2 separate regions of the Oryctolagus cuniculus genome follow, and region 1 is linked to region 2. The links are chromatin contacts, called in public Hi-C maps. All regions are on one chromosome and are shown on one strand. Each heading gives the region's core, a stretch centred on a gene start, on an enhancer-like site or on the middle of the called end of the contact. The rest is flanking DNA. Distances are from core to core; before and after follow the strand shown. Region 1 has its middle 150 kb from the start of ADAMTS15. Region 2 holds the start of ADAMTS15 (ADAM metallopeptidase with thrombospondin type 1 motif 15).

Evidence for each region. A called contact is a pair of places that touch in the nucleus more often than the background predicts.
Region 1: a Hi-C map of psoas muscle shows a contact between it and region 2, with 9 times the contacts expected there. The contact joins the enhancer-like site here to the promoter of ADAMTS15 in region 2.

The regions. Positions count from the first base shown.
Region 1 is chr1:124,437,272-124,443,283 of mOryCun1.1, reverse strand. No RefSeq gene overlaps it. Among named protein-coding and RNA genes, the nearest start is that of ADAMTS15, 150 kb to the right of the region's middle. Within about 2 kb of position 1,728, at least 3 of the 8 cell types and tissues checked have an H3K27ac peak or open chromatin away from gene starts, as enhancers often do.
Region 2 is chr1:124,285,455-124,291,555 of mOryCun1.1, reverse strand. ADAMTS15 (ADAM metallopeptidase with thrombospondin type 1 motif 15) reads right to left here and starts at 2,675. Exons shown (of 8, transcript XM_002708592.5): 1 at 1,340-2,675. The coding sequence starts at 2,296.

The sequences.
Region 1 (6,012 bases), core at 479-2,978, 150 kb before region 2:
CACCTTGGAAGGAAGATATTATGAGGCCCCATTTGCAGATGAGGACTTGGGAGCTTGGAGAATTTAAAGAATTAGTCCTGGGTCTCACTGCCGGACAGCATAGGAGTGGGTCTGGCTGCATAGCTCTTTCTCTAACCTCTGGGCTCCACCAGACCCAAATCTCTTGGCATCAGCAGGGGCAGTCAGTGGTGGTAGCTGTTCTCTGGATGGGTGCACTGAGGACCAAACCCTTCTCCACACCCTCTGGGAACTGCTTAGATGACAGACCAGCCAGATGGTGCCCAGAGGACGAGTCGGTCCATCTACCCAAGGAACATATGGTTCTTCCATCGGGCAATGCAACCACCCAGGCACTCCACCCTCTGTGCCCACTCCAGCTGCTTCCTTGGAAATTCTGACTTTGGGGTCTTAAATAGTAGCTGGGCACTATTTCTGGAAGTACATATGACAGCCAGCAGAAGTTCTGTTTTCTTTCTTTAAAAAATATTTTATTTTTTTAACGTAAGAGTTACAGAGAGAGGGGGAGATCTTCCATCTGCTGGTTCATTCTCCAAATGGCCACAATGGCCCGAGCTGGGTCAGGACAAAGCCAGGAGCTTCATTCAGGTCTCCCACGTGGGAGAGTACAGGGGTCCAAGCACTTGGGCCATCTTCTGCTGCTTTCCCAGGCCATTAGCAGGGAGCTGGATTGGGAGTGGAGCAGCTGAGACTCAAACCAGCACCCAGAAGGGATGCCTGTGTTGCAGGCAGCCATTTTACCCACTATGCCACAACACCGGCCCCAGAAGTTCTGTCTTGATTTTAAGATGGAAAACCAGGAGAGGTCAGCGGGCTGGGAGTAGAGACGAGTCTGAAGGTGGAGAGAAAAAGACAAAAAGGAAGGGGAGGTCTTAATCCCAGAACATTGCTCTTGGCTGCCAGGTCGGACCCTGGGATGAGGCCGAGGATGGAAGCTGGGGGCACAGAGCCCGCTGGAGGATCTCGAGGGACTCATAGCCAGGTCCCCGCGACATAACAGCCCATCTCCCTGGCCGCTCCCTGCTGTTTTCTTCTTCCCAGAAGGGCCTGCTTGTTTTTCTGTTGGATGCTGGAGATCTGGATGCCAATCCCACTGGCCTTGGGCAACAGAAGAGGAGGCAAAGACCAAGGCAGCAGGACCCCTCAGCCGCTCTCTCAGGTCAGCAAGTTTGCCTCTGTCCATGGCAGCCTTGGGAAAATCAGAGAACTCGTTTCCCCCATGCTGTGGGTTTTCAGAGCCAATCTAAAGAAATCCAGGCTAAGGATTCAGGGCCTGAAGCAAACACACTTCAAAAAAAAAAAAAAAATTAAGGCTAGGACTTGTGTGTCATAGCAATTGGAAAAATTGGAACAGAAAACACTTTTCAAAGCCGTTCTGATGGCAGAAGGTAACAAAAAGGCTTAAGGTCTCCCCGATCCCTCCCTCTGACCTCTGAACTCCTGGGGTCCAGCAAATCCTGTCTCACTTCCAATACCCCGCGGGCTCACGAGAGCTTGTTTCCTGAGCCCTGAGGGACGGGAAGTCAATGTTAGCAACTGAGCAAATGCGGGCAAGGTCAAGACAAAAACCCGCGAGGACTTGTGCAGCTGAGACATTTGGTGCTGGCGGCAGATCTGATTCCACAGCGCGCACCACAACATCCGCCCCTGCCTGTGGCCCATGGCCCGCGCTGCCTTGGACGGGGCCACCGGGCTCTGTGCCAGATGGAGCGCAGAGAGAGTTCTTCCTGGCAGGGTTTGCAGGCTGCACAGTCTCCATCTCTTCTGTCAAAAGCCATGTGGGGACATGGCAAATCCAGCCCTCTCGGCCACTACCTGGAAGCCACAGCTCACATCTGGGGCTCAAGGAACACTGACTGCCACTGGCTCTCTGGCCTTCTTCCCTCTGGCCAGCGCTGGTCTCCGATGCTGGGAGGTACCCACAAGAGGCCCCTGGAGGGCTCAGTGGTCTCTCGAAAGGTCAAGTAATACCACAAACTTTGTTCGGGGTCAGGGGAAAAGCTGAGCCCGGGGAATTCATGGCTGGCCAGTCCCACCCCCTGCCTCTCCACCCGGCACCATAAGGCAGATAAGAAGCAGGCAGACTTGGACAGAGGGCGCAGGTCAGGCTCGTGCCCAGCCTGGGCTGGAACAGCCGCAGCTGGAACACTCGCCCGGCTGGGCTACCCTCCCTCTGACCCTGCTAGCCATGTTTTCTCCAACAAGCCGTGCACCAGGAAGAGGTGGTTAGAAATTGCTTTTCTCTTCTCAAAGCTTAGGATGCTGGTGAGAGTAGGGGAGCTAGCAGAGGGAAGGGGGCAATTTATGTCTCTCTCCTTAACCCCAACTGATTTCTAATATAGCCGTGCAATGTGTTTTGAGAGGACTTCCTGGCCATACCGAGATACCTACCTCATCCACCAGCCCTGAGCCTGAGCTCAGCCCACCAGCCCCACCTTGGCAAAGAACGCAGGTCCAGAGACGTCATCTTCCTCTCCCTCGCCACCCCTCACTAGGGGCTTCCTTGAAGCATCTTTCTCCTATTAGAACAAGGGCCAGGACCCCAGATCTGTCCTCTTCACCCTCTGTGTGCTATGTCCATTTATTTTTAATTTCATCTCAATCTTCTCCCTCTCTCTCTCTCTTTCTATTTCCCATCAACTGTGACCTAAATTCATTTTGAGGTCACCTCCCCAGGGGCAGAGCCCAGGAATCCATCAGTACTAGTGAAAGATGCCAAAGGACTCAGGGTCCACAGCAAGTGAGATTTGTGTTGAACTTGGCTCCAAGGGTTAGCACCAAGGGGCTGGGGCGGCCTTGCCAAGATTTTCAAACTGGAACATTACAGGTGGAATTACAGGGCAGCGTGAGGGAATCCAGAACCTCCATCTCCAAAAACCATAAAATAGGGTCCAGGATTCCAGACCAGAGACAGCAGGCTCTCGGTGCCCTGTGTGGCCACCAGCAACTCACTTCTCGGGACCTTGATTTCTCCTGCTCTACAATAACAGCTTGGACTAGAGTAGCCCGGGCTCCTCTTCCAGCTCTGAAATTCAATGCCTCCACCCCCGTCCCCACATCCTTGGTGGCCTGGAGCCTTTCACCTGTTTATTTAGCCCCTTCAGAACCTTCTGATCAAGACTAAGAAGAGCCAACAGCAGTTCAGAACTCCATGTGTACAATGCACTATGCGAATGTGCTCTGTGCTATATGCGATTGTGTGTTAACACCTGCTTCCAGGATGACTCTTCCTCATGGCCATGATTTCGCACCTGCTAAGAGGGCTCTGTGCACAGCCACAGGCCTGGAAGAGACACAACTCCAGAAGGCAGGAAATTGCTCAAGGGAGCCCAGTCTAGTGGGAGAGACAAGATGATTTAGGAGCGGCTGACATAAGACAGGGTGTTCTTGGAGTTCTAGGGGAGGGATAAGCAAAGTGTAGAGCAAACAGTAGAGGTCTTGGCGGGGTATGCAAAGGAATCAAGGAAGATGTAGCATGTAATCAAGTCTCAGTGTATGGGTGTGGTTTGCACCACAGGGAAAGACAACAGAGGCAGAAGCAGCAGCATGAACAATTGGCATCGGGAAGTGCACAGCCGAGTGTTCATGGAGGGACGGAGTTAGATGAGGGTTGGGACAGGGAAAGAGAATGCCGGGGGTTGGGAAGACAAGCAGGGCTTGTGAGTGGCAAGACCAAGCTGGGAGAATCCACTGCTTTCACATGATCCTGACACAGAGCCCACAGGAGCCTCACATGGGCAGGTACCCCTGCACTGTCCTTTCCCTCTGCCCCTCGCCACCTGATAGGACCCAGATCCACCTGTGTCTGGAGCCATATGAGCCCAGCTTCCCCAGCTTGGCACTCCACATGGTCTCAACACCAAAAAGGGGCCAGGTCCAACCAGAGCATCACATGACCCAACTTCCCTGCTCACGTGGGACTCCCAGATGGTGGCAAGCCAGACGAACAACACACCAAGACGCTCTTCCAATCACGGCACAAAGAGAAGCACCGCCAAAGAGAGAAAAGTCGACAAAACAGACAGGGCTGTGTGCTCGGGTGGAGCTGGGCTGCTCTTCCAGCCCTCAGAGCCCCGGTGTGCCTGATACTATCTCTTGACTTGTATAGCACAACACAGAACACAGCGTGAGAACCCGTAATGCATCTACCCACCACCCGCAAGTAACACACTGGTTTCCTGATCAAGCCACTCCAGGCAGCTCCAGCCCAGACCAGTAGGAAGATGGGCCAGGGAGCCCATGTACCTCCAAGAGTGATTAGGAAGAGGGGAGGGGGAAGCTCCCTCCCTGTTAGCTGTGTGCTGGGCCGCATAGGCAGTGAGACACCCCAGATCCAGGAAACCCGGGGCTTGGCTGACAACTCAATTATCGTGGAGCGTCTCCCCGCCCTCTGCCTCCTCCACCTCCTCCACCTCCTTCTCCACCCTTTTATTGCTCTTGGCAGCAGAGCTGGGGGGGCCTGAGGTCGAACTTGTTGAAAGTACAAGGGAGAGAAAATTGTTCTCATCTGAATAAATACAGTCAGCTGTTGCTGGAAGGGTGCACTCTCCCCTCTGTGAGTCCCCCAGACGAGCCAGCGCCGTCACGGGCTGGAATGGGCACTTGAACTCAGGCCAGCGCTATCTGGGTGAGTCTGCAAAGGGCTGCCAAGCAGATGCTGCATGGCCCATCCCCAGGGCTTTGGAATGTCTCGAGGGGAGGCAAGACGGCAGGGTGGGGAGATGGGGTGCAGAGGAGGAGACCTCAGAGCACCCTTGAGTAGCCAGTCCCAGCACACACACCCCAGCCCTCCTTCCATGTGAGGAGGAAGGCGGTGGGCACAGGGGCCACAGAATCAGCTCAGAGGTCATGCCTCTGATGCCCTAAGGCACGGGGCCCTTGGGTGGAGTCTCCCGGAGCCCCAGAAGAAGCTTGGCCTGAGGGTGGGATTCCAGCCCCACTCCCTTCTTGATTTTTTTTTTAAGATTTATTTATTTATTTACTTGAAAGGCAGAGTGACCAAGAGAATGGAAGAGACAGAGAGAGGGAAAGAGAGAGAATCTTCCATCTGCCAGTTCACTCTTCAAATGCCCACAACAGCCAGCGGCCAGCTTCATCCGGGTCTCCCATGTGAGTGGCAGAGGCCCAAGCACTTGGGCCATCTTCTGCTGCCTTCCCAGGTGCATAACCAGGGAGCTAGATGGGAACAGAATAGCCAGGACTCTAACCGGCACTCTGATATGGAATGCCTGCATTGCAGGTGTTGGCTCAACCCGGTGCACCACAACACCACACACCCACGCTTCTGTAAACAAGCCGATGGCTTCAGCCAGGCCCCAACCCTCAGCTCTAAGAGAGGGGTCCAATCAAATGCCCATCAGAGGCCACTTTGGCGAGCTCTCCACTAGTGCAGACACCAGGAACACACTCAGGACCTCTGAGCCCCAGGCAGCACCTTTCCCTGGCGCCTTGAACTCCAGCCCAGCCACGAAAGAGACCCTCATGCCCAACTGCCCACACCAACCACGGAGCATCTTCTCCCATCTCCCAAGCATCTCCTCTCCACACAGCCTCCATGGGCCTCCCTGCTCCAGGGATGGGGAGAAAATTCCTCTCATTCTAAGGCCTGGAGTCGCAGCTGCACACACTTCGTGCGATAAGCCACATCATCTGGAAAATGCTTTTTTCTCGCTAGTGGAAAAGCATTCACAGAAATAAAGATGCAGAGAGCCTGTTCCTATCTCCGAGGGGCGGGGAAGCCAAAGAGGGCAGGCCATTGACAGCAGCAGAAGCAAGCATCCCCTGCACTCAAATGTTCCCAAAGGGGGCAGGGGCTACCCGATCCCGGGCCGCTTGCTCATGTTTTTCCCATCCGGGCCAGCTTTCCTGCAGAACAATTCCTTGCTTTTATGTGGTGCTTGACAGCTTACAAGACACAGCACATCCGCGACCTCACGTAAGCCTCATCACCTCCAAGGCAGGGAGGTGAAGTTTGCCTTCCCGGGCAGATGAGAA
Region 2 (6,101 bases), core at 1,426-3,925:
GTGGCCATTTGGAAACAGCGGGGAGCACAAGCCCAGAGGTAACCACCCCCAGAAAGCTGTGGCTCCATGATAATGACAAAACAGGAGCGCGGCATGGATGGAGTCCCGGCCCCAACATGAGAGGAAGCGGTTCGCTTGGATGGTTCTTTTCCACCCAACCTCCTGTATCTGAGAAAGTTCAAGAGTCCTTAAATCTTCACAGCGCCTACTCACTCCAACACATTGCAAACCTCAGTGTTCTGAGTGTTCAGCTCACTTGAGATAGAATATCAGGTAGAGACCTGCAAGCGGCAGATACGCATCCCCTGGTCTGGAGCCACTGCTCCAATCCCCATAGGCAGTATTCTTCCAGCTCTGCAGCTGGAGTCTCCCGCTGCTCCCCCACGGAGCTCCCACCACTTCCAGCCCAGCAAGGACAGAAGCCGCAGCCTTGCCGCTTGGTGGGGTCAGAGGCGCTTTAGTGAGGCCGGAGCACAAGCAACCTGGCCTGGCGCTCCATAGCATCCATCTGGGCAAACAGGTCACCCTCTGCTAACAAAAACACACCAGAACACTGGAAAAGTTCCAAGCCAAACTCCACTTGAAACTCCCGGTGGAACTTCGCTGCCGCGAACAGGTGCCGAACCTCAACTGCCTTGCGCTGAGTGGTCTGGGAGCCCCTGAACAAGGCCCAGAAGAGACGGGTGTAGGAAGAGAGGCAATAAGAAAGGAAGAATGCTCCCCATTCTCGAGTCTGGCCTTTCCCTGCAACCCACCAAAAAGAAAAAGAAAGAAAGAAAAAGAAAAAAGAAACCCAAGGACCCCCTCCACTCCGTTCCAGCCTTTCCAAACCCAAGACAGAGAAAGGATAACGGACGGGTTACCAGGGAGAAATGTAACGGGCGCGGGCCTTGGGTCGCCTTCCAGTTCTCCAGCCAGAGAATGGAATACTCAGAGGGAGTGTCTGGAAGGACTCAGACGCCCCCCTCCCCCGCCCGCCCCCATACAGCCAGGGCGGACCAGTCGGCCCTCTCCAACGCTATCCTCACAGCGCCTCCTATCGGCCTGGATCGCGAACTGCGGCTCCGGGGCGGCGACTTCCTGGGCTCCTGCCCCTTGGCGCCAGATCCAGGAGGCGCTGATTGGCCGACCAAGCCAACACCTTCGGAAGTAGCCGGCTCTTGTCCAGCCACCCAAATGCACGTGAGCTGGAGCTCCCGCTGAGCCTGAGAGGGCTCTCCCTGGACGCTCCAAAGTCAGCAGGGAAATGAGTGGCACCAAGGGAATTCAGAACGCCACGAGCAGCGACAGTTAGGACAATGGGGCTATCTGGGTGCGAAGAGCTGACAGGTCAACTCACCTGCCTGGTGAAGAGGATGGCGGTGTCCCAGTACTCGGGGTGCTTGTCACTCACTTTGTTCAGCTTCTTCTGCCAGGCGCAGAAGTTGCGCAGCGTCAGGGCGGCGTTGCCCGTGACCTTGGGCCCGCTGTCCCGGTCCCCAAGGAGCAGCACCTTGACCACAACGATGTTGATGGGGTTGAGGATGCTGGGGTGACGGTAGAGTCGCGCCGCCGTGGCCAGCAGCGTCAGCAGATAGTGCTCCAAGTCCGCGCCGTGGAACTTGACCATGGACTCGTCCGCCACCACCAGCGTCTCCACGTACCGTGGGATGGACACGAAGCGCTTGGCGCGCCCGGACCTGCGCCCGCTGCGACTCCCCCCCGAGCCCGTCCTCCGCGGCTTGTACGGGTCCAGGGCCCGCAGGATGGCGGGGTTCCAGCCGGAGCCCACCCCACAGCGCGAGGTGCGGTCTCCGGGAGGCCCGCCCGGGGCGCCCCGGCGCTGGAGGAGGTGTGCGCCCTGGCTGTTGCGCTGCGCCGCGGGCGCGCTGGCGTTGGGCAGCGGGCTGATGACATACTCGGCGCCTCGGTAGCCAAAGGCTCCGCGAAGCCCCCCGCACAGGCTCACGGCGGCGAACGAGTCTGGCTCGGCGTTCACGTCCCCGGAGTACAAACAGCGCCGCAAGTCCGCAGAGTTCGCGGTGAGCTCCCGGAGCGGGGCGCCCAGGTGCTCGGTGGTGAAGGTGGGTGCCAGGAACTGAGCATCCGGCGTCAGGTGTAGGTAAAAGTCCTCCTGAAAAGCGGTGATCTGAAAAATAAGTCCCCGGTCCCCGGGGTCCTCGGGCCCCCGACGGTAGTAGTGGCGGCCGTTGATGTCCGGGTCCAGTCGGATGGGGACGACCACCTCCCGCTCTGGCTGGGAGCCGCCAGTGGCTCGCCCCGCCAGAGCCAGGGTCAAGATGCCCAGCAGCAGCATGGCGCCGGGCAGCGCTCGCCGCGCTGTCTGGGAAGGAGCTCGCCTCGGCTCCCCGGCCGCGGGCACGGTCTCCGTGCAGCCCGCACGCCGGAACCCACAACGCCCCGGGATTCACAACGCCCCGGGACTGGCGGCAGCTCCCAGAAAGGAGAGCCAAGGAGGACGACTCCTCCCCGAGCAGCGAGCGTGCACCGGACAGCCCGCGCCTCCTACCTGTGCCTTTGCAAGCTAAAGCGCGCTCGGCTCGGGGAGCGTTAAGTGCGATCGCTGTCAAGTGCAAGGACGGAAATTTGCAGCCGCGAGAGCTAGCGGGAGGTGCCGGGCGTCCTCTCGAAACCGCAGCCACTCGCAGCGCAGCAAACCGGGCGCTTGGAGAGCCTATTAAAGGCCCCCTCCTCTTTGGACTGCCCAGTCCGCGCCCCTCCCCTGCTCCCACCCCCACCCCCACCAGCCTCCCAGAGCTCTCGGCCTGGAGCCTCCAGGGGCCACCGGAGAGCTCGGTCCCGCCTCCCGAGCCGAGAAACACTTGGCGGGGAGGAGTGGCGTTCGCTGAGGCTGGAGGCGTGGGCTGGCGGGAGAAGCCAGCGCTGGAGTCTTGGTTTAAGTTTTGCCCTGGGCTATGCCCCCAGTGCCCCGGGGACATCGCTGACTTCTACCCGGGCCTGTATCTGGGCGCTCCTTTGTGCTTGCTTAGGCTTTATCTTGAAGCAGTTGGGTCTGGAGTTAGGAACGGAGCCCCACAATTGACCCCTCTCCCAGGCCCACCTCGTTCCTGCAGTTGCAACATTCCTGCTGTTTCTCAATCCCAGTCCCCTAAAAGACCTAGAAGCAAGAACTGCCCTCCCCAGTAGGAATCAGTGCCCTATCGCCCCAAGAGCCACTTCCCAGGAAGTGGTGAGCAGCTCTCGAACCCAGGGCCACTCAGGCCCACTGACTACCCCTAGGTAGGATGGCCGTGTTCTGATGGCCTGGTACATTTTCAGGAATTTTGTCAGCCAGCTGCCAAACACAGCCATTATTTTCAAATACGTTGTAGAAACCTACAATTAAGCAAATTAGATTTTACAACAAAGGCAATCAAAATCCTTCGCTTCCTAATTATTGGACTATTTCCTATGGTCTTGAGTCACTAGAACCACAAACCTTCTGGGTCAGCCCACAGAACTCCCAGCTACTCTGCATAGGGACATTACAAGGGTGCTTTGTTGAAGTAGGTCCCTGGTAGAAGTAATCCCACCGCCTGAACAGGCAACTGCTACCCGCGGGAGCTTGGGGAGGGGGGACGAGCCCTTGTTCAATACTGGCCAGCACCCCAGGGATGCAGAGAGCAGGTGCTGAGGCTGTGGATGCCAGGGAAAGGGGTTATCTTCCTGCCAGGGGAGAGCGGAGGATTGCGGACAGTAGAAAAATCAAGCAGCGCCACCTCCTTGAGATGGTCTCCCTTGATCCCTGACCAGAGTACTGGACAGGTCGCTGGAGAGGAGGGCGAGTGTGGATCAGGGAGAGAAGACACAGCGGAGCCATCAGACCCTATCGAATTCCTGTCTCTGGCTCTGGATCTCAAGACCCTTCTGTCTCCATAGACAAGGAGGAAAGGCAAGGAGGGGAAGGCGGCTTTCTCAGACCCTCCTGACGCCGAGCAAATCTAGAACCGAAGGGTTCCACGTTGCATTTGCAAGAAGAGAGGACAGGGGAGGGAAGTGTGCAAGGATTTGAAGCACAAAAGAGGGCGGTGTGGAAGAATTCTAGAATCTTCTTAGGGAAGTGGCTGCTCCAAGAAATCACACTATTGCTGAAGGAGAGAGAAGCTAAGACTGGACCGTTAGTGACAAGCACATTTCCTCATTCTCCTCATAAAGGACACACTCTTAAAAAAAAAAAAAAGACTTATTTTATTTATTGGAAAGACAGAGCTACAAGAGGGAGATAGAGACAGAGAGAGAGGTCTTCCATCCGCTGGTTCACCCCCCCAGATGGCCACAATGGCCAGAGCTGTGCTGATCCGAAGCCAGGAGCCAGGAGCTTCTTCCAGGTCTCCCACGCAGGTGCAGGGGCCCAAGGACTTGGGCCATCTTCTGCGCTTTCCCAGGCCATAGCAGAGAGCTGGATCGGAAGTGGAGCAGCCGGGACTAGAACCGGCACCATATGGGATGCCAGCGCTTCAGGCCAGGGCGTTACCCCGCTGCACCACAGTGCCGGCCCCTAAAGGACCCACTCTTAGAAGAGACCCCCAAGAGTCTTGGAACAGGAACTCAGTGCAGATGTCCATACTCTCCTGGGTCTCTCCTTGATGGAGACACAAGGAGCTGAAATTCATTATGCTAATGAGGAGGAGATGGAAAGGATGCAAAGGAAAGGGGGCGTTTGCATTTGGGAGGAGCACCTGTGAGAGGGAGGGAGTCCCAGTTCACAAAGACCCCGTGTGTTGGAGTGTTCAAACATCCAGGGCAGAGACAAGTCACTTACTTAGGGCAAGCAATCGCTTTCCTACACCCGGCAGCCGTAATGGTGGGTTACAAGGTATCCAGCGACATTTTGCTCCTATTCCCATCGATGGGTTTTGGCAAGGACATCAGTCACAACAGCAGGCCCAGGGATCGGAAGCCTCTACCCTGTACATGCTCCTTGCTTGCTGGCCCTCGCTCACAGCCCCGCCACTCTCAGCCCTGAGCACAGAAACCGGCCCTGTGCACTGCGCCAAGGTTTTGTTTGCACCATCCTCTGTAATGCTTGTCTCTCCTCTCTTGGGAACTTGCTGCTCCATCCAATCACCTTTGCCAGGGCTTCCTAACTCAGATTGAGAACACTTGTAGAAGTCTTGTAGACTTCTTGTAGAGATCTCTGATCTCCTTCTTGGCCTCTGAATTTCTTTATCTGCAAAAGAGAAGGGATTATCCTAGATCAGAGGCCTGTACCAGGAATCTCTGCTCCATATAACATCTAAGATCAGTTCCAGATCAAATATCTGGGGCCAGCATTGTGGCCTAGTGGGTAAAGCCTGGCCTGTGATGTCAGCTTCCCACGTGGGCCCTGGTTCATGTCCTGGCTGCTCCACTTCCAATCCAGCTCCCTGCTAATGCACCTGGAAAAAACAACAGAAGATGGCCCAAGTGCTTGGACCCCTGCTACCCACATGGGAGCCCTGGAAGAAGCTCCTGGCTCCTGGCTTCTGTCTGGCCCAGTCCTGGCTGTTGTGGCCATCTGGGGAATGAACCAGCAGATAGAAAACCTCTCTCTCTCTCTCTCTCTCTCTCTCTCTGTAACTCTGACTTTTAAGTAAAATGAATCAATGTTTAAAAAAAATTTACATGACTATTTGAGGCTACAGAAGATAGCATGGTTTGAGGATTAAAAGCCCAGGCTCACAGAGGCATCTGTATAAAAATATTTTTTTTTTTTTTACTATAGCAAACATCCGGGAGAAGGAAAGAGGAAGGTGTATTTCAGCCAACGTTTTTGGAGATTCACAGTCCAAGATTGAGTGAGTCCATAGGTCTGGAAGCTGGTGCAGGCCATAGCTGACAGAATGCGTGTGGTGTGCAATCAGGATCATGCAGTAAGCCAGAAAGCAGAGAGAGCCTGGGGAGCATAGCCTGTCCTTGCAAACCCCGCATGATTTGATCCTGGGGCTCCACCCTAGAAGCCTAGCCCAGTCTGACCACTTCCCCAAGGCCCTGCCTGGAGACACTATGACTGGATCAAGCCTCCACCCTCTTTAGCACCATCAGTCCATGACCCAGGGGCTTAAGCATCAGCCTGAGTTGGAGAGCCAAACCATGTCCAACCTCTAGCCGCATCCGTCCAC